2 separate regions of the Astyanax mexicanus genome follow, and region 1 is linked to region 2. A link is a contact called in public Hi-C data. All regions are on one chromosome and are shown on one strand. Each heading gives the region's core, a stretch centred on a gene start, on an enhancer-like site or on the middle of the called end of the contact. The rest is flanking DNA. Distances are from core to core; before and after follow the strand shown. Region 1 holds the start of ddx3xa (DEAD-box helicase 3 X-linked a). Region 2 overlaps caska (calcium/calmodulin-dependent serine protein kinase a).

The links. A called contact is a pair of places that touch in the nucleus more often than the background predicts.
Region 1: a contact with region 2 is called in a Hi-C map of muscle, with 20 times the contacts expected there. The contact joins the promoter of ddx3xa here to the enhancer-like site in region 2. A contact is called at or near these places in 3 of 3 Hi-C or Micro-C datasets (blood and muscle).

The regions. Positions count from the first base shown.
Region 1 is chr11:5,901,291-5,905,640 of AstMex3_surface, reverse strand. It overlaps ddx3xa (DEAD-box helicase 3 X-linked a), which reads left to right and starts at 1,803. Exons shown (of 21, transcript XM_049485161.1): 1 at 1,803-2,183. The coding sequence starts at 2,139.
Region 2 is chr11:5,853,144-5,857,421 of AstMex3_surface, reverse strand. It overlaps caska (calcium/calmodulin-dependent serine protein kinase a), which reads right to left. Exons shown (of 26, transcript XM_049485159.1): 20 at 4,100-4,278; 21 at 3,214-3,329. Among protein-coding and RNA genes, the nearest start is that of nyx, 28 kb to the left of the region's middle. Within about 2 kb of position 2,486, the one cell type or tissue checked has an H3K27ac peak away from gene starts, as active enhancers do.

The DNA.
Region 1 (4,350 bases), core at 554-3,053, 49 kb before region 2:
TGATGAACACTCCCTAGTGTAATGCTGCCTACGCAGACAGGATTTTGAGACAGGAAGCCACTGTAAAACAACTGTAATCTGGCCTTCCATTTTTTTTTGGGTGAAATTCTAACTGTGAATGAAAACACAGTTAAACCTTGGCAGCACCAGAATGTACGGTTTCCTTTTGAATCAGATACAGAGACCTTCATAACATCACGTCATTCAAGTGAGACTGTGTCGGTTGCAAGGCATTTTTTATAATGACAGAAATCACAGTTTTCACATTTTATGGACACAAAAGGAATAGTTTTTGTGCAGATATTATGTTTCTGTTTCTAATCAAATTATTATTTAAATTAAGAATCTTAACTTCAAGTTAAGATTATATATATTTTTAAATGTAGAGTGATCTGACGTTCAAGTTAAAGTATATGAAAATGCAAACATTTGTTTTATTGTAACTTTAAAAATATCTCTAAAGTCTTAAAGTCTTAATATATATATATATATATATATATATATATATATATATATATATATATATATATATATATATATATATTCTCAGTGGGCTGGGATGGCATTGAAACAGTGTAGTGTAGTGTAAAGACTGGACAGTAGAGGGCACTGCTGGATTATGATTTACCAAATTCATCTGTTTTCATTTTTTCAACCTGTGTTTGGTCTCTCTATGCAAAACCCATTAGATTTAAAAATATATTTTTTCTTTATAGTCTGGATCACTTTATAGGGAAAAAAATAAAAAGATTAAATGAGAAGGTACTGTATATAATTATTTTTGTATTATTTAATACATATTTATACACTATAAGAACATGGTACAAGCTATAAGAATATAAAACAAACAATACATGCTCATTTTACTTAAACATATACCAATAAATAACAAAATCAGAGAAACTGGTTCAGAAAATGAAGTGGTCTCTTATTTTTTTGTCCAGAGCTGTATATCCTTCAGGAATCTTGTTATTAATCTAAGTGTGGATATGATGAAATATCACTGTTAGTAATCATAATAAGTACAGCAGCTCCTCGTGCTGTGTGTGTATAGGGATTGTGTTTAAAATATATATAAAGTTGTATATTATTAAACTGTATTTAAAGCTGAAGTCTGTAAGTTTTGGGATTTGGGGGATTTAGTGCCCTCTCTGGTGAGAATGCGTAATTGCACCGAGCATGCGGAAGAATCATTTTAAACTGAGTGGGTGTGATGCTGTCTCCTTTCAGAGTGAATGAATCCGATTCCAGGTTATGTTCAGTCAGAAAATGCTGAGGGAAGTGTCTTCAGAAGATGTAAGAGAGTTACAGTTTTATATATGGATGTTAGTTTTGTCAGTGTAAATGAACAAGCTACTGAGCTCTGGGTTTCCCCTTCTGAAGTCTCCATTGCTCCACCAGCCGCTCGCGTTCAGTAAAACTGAGCCGGATCCTCTTTTAGAGGCTGAACATGTGACGTAAGACGTAAAGATGAGTGGAGTGACTGTGCCAGAAGAACTCAAAAACCGCAAAAAGCGACCCAACACCACCGTTTTTAGAATGAATATATTAGGCTTAGCAGGGATGGTCGTTCCAACACACTGGTACATTTAAACACAATATTTTGTCCCTTCTACACTCAGAAATGCTTCTGCTTTTAGTTTAGAAACAAAATAATATGTACTGCCACTTTAATTAGTATTTCTGTTTACACAGCTCTCACACAGCTCTGTTGCTGGGTAGAGTTCCTCTCGCGATATTTCTATATATCCGTGTGCTGCTGCAGCAGCCAATGAAATCTCGCGGTGCTTGTGTTCCGAGAACAGAACGTCGCGAGGCGCCGCTGGTGGACAAACGAGCCGGTTACAGTTAAAAACCTGCCGCGCCGATAAACTTCGGGCTCGGGTTTTATTATTATAACCGTCGTTATTATTGATAACCGAGGCTGTACGTAATAAATTCGTATTAGAGGAATTGAGTAAAGGCGCTGGGCTCGGTTTTTGCGCATTCGTTGTGGAATAAACGAAGAGAAGAGGACGAGTGACGTCGTTTCTAAAGGAGACTTGGCTGTAATCCCTGCGCTATCTTTAGGTTAGCTGACCTGCTAACAAAGAAAGTCTTGTGTCAGAAGGAGAAATCCCCACTCATTTTCTTTAGTTATGAGTCATGTGGTCGTCGACAGCTCACACGGTCTAGATCAGCAGGTAAGCGGGGTCATGAACGTCGTGTAGCGGCTGTAGATTATTCAGTTACTCGCTAATTTTGCACTTTATTTCAGCAGGATTCTCTATCGGCTGTCTGCAGCCTTGTCGGTGTTCTGTCAAATTGTGCTACTCTGTCAAAACGTGCGACCATAACATAGTGAAGTTAGCTATATAACCTAACCATTTAACGTTAGGTAAATCTGCCTAAAAACAAAACAAACAGTAACGTTAGGTAGTTAGCTAGTTAACCTACTTAGCTATGATATTTCAACATCAGCATCGTGTCAGATTCTCCCAGCTATAGTTGTAGTTATAGCTATATAAAAGGTGTTTATTGTTTAATGACTGACTGCACCATCTATGTTAGCTAACCTACTGCACTGTTCTAGATTGTATCATAGTTTTATAGCTACCCTTTATAGCTATATGTGCATATATCAACTCATATCCAACCATTCCTGTGTATTCGTTCCTTGATGGTAGCTGTTATCTATTTAGTTAGCTAAATACTAACCTAACTATCTAGTTTAATTGTGTTTTTTAACGCTCTATGGCATGATATTATTACACCACCCCATCCCATACCTTATTTTTGATGTATGTTATGATATTTCTGTTTGTTTATATTCTTACAATATTCTTACGTTCTTTTAACATTAACCACGTAGATCACGTTTGTAAGGGACAACAATATAAAGCAGGGGTGGTTAATATAAAAAAAATTCCAAATAGTGGTGCTATTTTGTTTCCTTCCTAAATATACTGTTCATGCAATAGAGGGTTAAGCTACTAGTTGCTTTAATTTCCTTCGGGATCAATAAAGTATCTTATCTATGTATGTGTCTTATCTGTTTATCTAGCTAAAACAATTTTCATTAGATAAGCTAACCTATTTGGATAACATAATTCATCACTAGCTTGATAACCTAACTATTAAATATTTTAGTTTGAATTGCCATTTGTTTTAACGCAAATCAAGCCAATGCTAGTTGACAACAGGCAGAATTACACAAACTGTAAAATTAATTCAAATAAAAGTGAAATATCACACAACATAAATAAATATGGGTGTGCGCATGCGTAGAGCTGCTAAGTAGCTCATATCAATAGATAGCACGACTCGACAAAACACCGGGAGGCAGTGTCATGTTTCTTGTGCAGATGGTTTAGATAGGCTAGCGTTAGTTAACTAAATTTAATTCTGACAATTAACATAAGCCTTGTGTAGTTTATCTAACCTGTCGTTAGCTAGATAAGCGTATTTAACCTAGATATCTGCTCAGAAAATCGAGCTAACCTGGTTTCTTTAGCCAGGAGTTGCTGAATGCTGGGTTGCTGGGTTAACTTTGTTGTGAGCTGGAAGATGTGTTTTTGTCTCTGCAGTCACTGCAGTATTTCGTTAGTAAGCTGTCATAACAGATCTGTGGTGATCAGGGTTAGAGAGGAGCTGGAATAGGATCAGTGCGACAGGCAGCTACTGAGTTCACCCCCTCCCCCAACAACATCTTGTCACCACCACTACCACTACCACCACCACCGTTCGTCGGACATTTTGTTCGCCTGATTATTATTACACTGTGCAACCTGCAAGGAATTAAGGCATATTTAATGATTTTATGATCTATCCGTGCATATTTAATCTGATGTTGAATGCAGTGTTTCTAGCTAATCGTTTACAGTGTTATTCACTCAGCACCAGTCAGATCACAAGCAGTGCACAGTGTATGCCCAACAGTATGGCAGGCCGTTTCAGCATAAAATCACTAGGGCTGGATAATCCAGGTCCAGAAGTGAAAATCCACCCCAGGATTTTGTTTCAATTACCTGGACACGAGACCAGACTTCAGCAGGGCGCGCGGGCAGTTGGAACAAAATATGGAAACCCTGAAATGGATATTTACTTACTGGACCTGGATTATCCAGCTGTAAAAAATCACACAAGCAATACTAGTCAAGTCAGCTTTTACTATAGTTAATATAAACTCAAATAATACTATGTAATTAGATCAATGTAATTGACTTTTTGAGTTTCTTTTTTCTTTTTTTTTCTTTTCTTTTTATGTATTTGCTAGTTATGTCAGTAGTTATGTAGTTTGTCTTCAGATCCATAAAGCTGCTCAGACTAGTCACATTACCAAGATGACACATCCCTAATGCAATTAATGCA
Region 2 (4,278 bases), core at 1,237-3,736:
AAACAATGCTAAAAGCTAAAGATAGGAGAGCACAGGGTGAAATGATGGCTGGGGAATGCATGATATGCCATGTTATGCTATGCTATGTAGCTACCGGCAATCTGTCACAATGCTAAAAACAAGCAAATCTGATCAGAGCTTTAAACGTATATAAAACAGTGTGTTTAACCCATTTTACACCAATGAACAAACTAACATACTCAATAATAAAGGCATTATATTGCACCTTAATAAATTCTGTGTTTAGTAAAACCTGCCATTAACCATGATTAAATCAGACAAAACCAGATAAGAAATAATTCTAATAACCCAATAATTATTTTGAAATGAATGTAAAGAAACTGTTATATAAAGTCACTGTTCTAGCACTAAAAGTTTAAGGGTGTAATTCCAGCTGTTTTCTAATGATGGTTTAGACATTGGTACTGTATATTCCAGATATTCTCCTGGTATGAGTTTCTTCTTTTTCAGTGATACACAGTAATATATAGTTATATATATATATTTTTTTTGGACCTTAAAACTTAATGGCGAACATTGTTCTATTAGGGTAGTCATGACATCCATATGTGACTTAGAAGTCTCTTGGTTAAAATTGGTTAAAATTTCATTCATGATGCAAATTATACAGATTGATTTACATCTGTATATTTCACCACATGAATGAAATTTATTTAGATTACAAATAGTTATTTTTTATATAGTAAATTGTAGTATTCAAAATCTTTTGTGAACTCTGTTGCTGTTGATTGTGGGCACATTTCCTTCTTTAAGCAATTCAATTTTCATACTCTCTACCTGGTTATTAACAATACCCCAGCAGAAACTGAGAACTGAGAAAGAGAACCCTCACTTCCTCTCTGAGGCTAAAAACACAAAGGTTATAAAGAGTGAAAATCCTTATAAACTCACGACAAATGATCAATCCAGTAATATTTAATGATGTCTTCAGAATTGATAAATACCTGCACTCTCAATAACTAGAGGTTAAAATATATATTGCATTTTTTTGTACCTGACACTCGACATTTCGATGATATTTTCTGCAACAGTGAGTCTCCCCAGGAAGCTAACAATGGAGGTTAATGGGGCATAAGTACACACAAAAAGTACACCCCATGAGGACACTCTAAAAAAAGCCCTCAGACTGACAGTGGTTGTCAGCTTGTCAGAAGGTGACAGACTTTCTGAAGAAGTGATAAACCAACTGATATGGCTGTTTTGAGGGATTCTGTCCCCATTATCTCAGTGTTTTTCAGTACTTCACTATTAGCACTAGTACTCAGGTAGTTTTTTATTTTTGCCATCCTGACCCACTAACCTCTGCTGTAAGCCTGCAGGTTCATGACATGACTCACTGCTGGAGAGAATTAGTGACCAGAGCCTCAATCAGTAAAATATGTGTCAGTGTTAATGGACTGATGAAAAACAACATTTCCCTTTAAAACAGCATGAGCCCATGGGATGTTTCCTTTTAAAATGAAAGCAGAAGTATTCCTGTACTGAGGTGTGGTAAATGGTGTGGTACAAATATTCTATTGAAGTGCAACATTTAAAGGGAGCTGAAACACAGCTCAAAAACATAATGTTTTAAAAGTACTCTTTCAGATGCTCCCTGCAATTACACATTCTCACCAGAGAGGTCTCTAAATCCCCAAATCCTTAAAACTTACAGACTATTGCTTTAAGCGAGTGTAAATGTTGTTAAGGTTATTTAATTTTCTTTTCTTTCTTTAATTTTCTCATTCTTAATGACATTATGTCATGCAATTACGAGATCAAAATTCAACATCTGTCTAAATTTAAAGCTTAATGTCAACCCAATGATATTTTTTCGATGTATCATTTTTTTCCAGTCATAATTTAATGTTTGTACAATGTTTAATGTCTTGGTTCAGACATCAACCAGATCTTAATTTTCTTTTATAAAATTGATGCGTGGAGCCTGAAAGGTTTTGTCTAATTTTCTATTTCTTCCTTTTATATAAAAATGTCTCTGTCCTATTTCTTTACTGGTTTGTTTTCAGTTTTTCTCTGTCTTGCTGTGTTTATTTCCCTGTCTATTTCTCTCTCTGTCTCTCTCTCTCTCTCTCTTTCTCTCTCTCTGTCTCTCTCTCTATCTCTCTCTCCCACTCTCTCTCTCTCTCTCTCTCTCTCTCTCTCGCACTATCTCTCCTGACACCTGAAACCTATTAGCCACTAATGCTTTTTGGAAAACAGCAGCCTCGCCTACACACCACACTGTCCTCCTGAGAAACACACACACACACACACACACACACACACACACACACAAAGAGCACAGAGAGCAGTGTGGTATTTGTGGTGTGTGCAGGTGTGCACATTAGCTCTAATTCGGCTGCGATTCACAGTTGGGCTGTGAGGCTGAAATGAGGCCCTCACAGGCAGAAAGTGCTGACTGCTGCTGGTGCGCTCTTTAAGGGCGGCTGCGCTGTCAGAGAGTGCGGTCACGCACACGCCTGTTTGGCCACGTGCTGACCGCAGGGCTCCCTGCTATTTGTGGAAGGGCTGCAGACAGGGTTCTGGGTCGAGTGAAGCCTGAGAACTTTATTTCTTTGTTGACTCCTTGTTAAAAAAGGGCTCTGTTCACAAAAAGAACCGTTCAATAGACAAGATACTGCAAAAGTGATTTTTAAACAGGGATTTAGACACTGTGCAACATTAACCATGAAGTTAATGAAGTTAATAATGTATATAATGTGATATACAATCAGTATAACATTTGTACTTAAATATCAATTAACACATGAATGTGTCCTGTTTTATAGTTTTTTACAGGGTCGCAGTTTTCAAGATGGCACCACTGAAATCAATTTTCAACTACAGTAAGCCGTTTCACGTCTTTGCACATGCACTGAACAACTGTTGCCCCACCCACTGTACAAGGAATAAGGAATCTGCTGGCAGGAATAATGCTGAACACAGTCCTGATAAATAATGATGTGCTGCATTTATTCCATTCAGACTAAAAAACAACGGTTTAAAAGTATTTAAAAGTACTGCTCTCAGATCAGCACTGAAAACAAAGAGCAGACTGTTTAAATAATCCCCTGCAGACTTTCTGCACAGCCTCATATTTGCACAAATGTAATTTAGCCTACTGAGCTGAAAAGAACTTCATATACTATAAGTCCCAGTAAATAAAGGGAATAAAGTCATGAGAGAGTCACAGAGAGAAAGTGCAGACTTTACCTGCGTTGTGCTTCGCTAGATACTTGTCTTTGTACTGCTTCTTCTTCTTGCCAAACCAAGTGCAGCTGGCCTGCTGCTCCTGCTTCGTTTTCTCCATGGCCATACAGGCCACCCGCCTTTGAATGAGACAGGAAAGAAGTTTTAGATTAACATTTTTAACCCATTTTTGCTAATTTTGTTTTGTATTGTAACTTTAGAGATAAGATAAATAACTTATGAGCAATTTTCTCAAAATTCTCAACAAGCACTTTTTTCTGTGACCTTTTTTACACTCAAATACGAAACAAAATTCTTTAATTCTATGCCTTTTGGACATCAGTTCATTTTTTACTCAGCTCTTCACAGTAACAGAAATATTGATTGGTCTGCCCAGGCTCTTGCATGCCACTGAATCTAGATATTGATCCATTTATATTCACAGGAGCTATAGGGGATGCTGAGGGATTGGCTCACTGCCCACACTAAATAAAAAATGATTGTTATCTTAGGGCAAAGTAACAGGAATCCTACGCAAATGGAATTCAGACAAAACAGCCTGTAAATAGTGAGGATTTTAAGCATCAGTGACTGCAGTCGTAGCCTGGCCCGCTGATCTGCAAGAGCAGAAACTCTAATAATGAGCTTAAAATGCACACAACAACTTCAACATCATCATTATAAACTCAGGGAAAAACCCCTGCATGCATCTTAGATGGGTAGCTTTTTTCTTATATATGTGATGGAGGCTATAAATTAAGTCTCACACAAATTCTAATTTAGATTTTTTTTGTTCATGTTGTGTCTTTCTATTGTGTCTTTTTATCTATTTAATCTGTGTCTTATTATGTGTATTTGTACGGATCACATTCAGCACATTCATGGCTGCTTTGTATGTTGATAAACTCACCACTCCTGCAGCTCAGGTGAGGGAATGAGTCCGGCTGTGCCGTTCTTTGTGTTCTCCAGCTTGCCCTGCCACCAGTTATGGTCGTCCTTGTTGATGATCTGGATGATGTCCCCCACTCTGAAGTGAATTCCTGCTTCTTTACAGGGGATGAGTTCATCTTTGGCTGGATCGTACTCAAA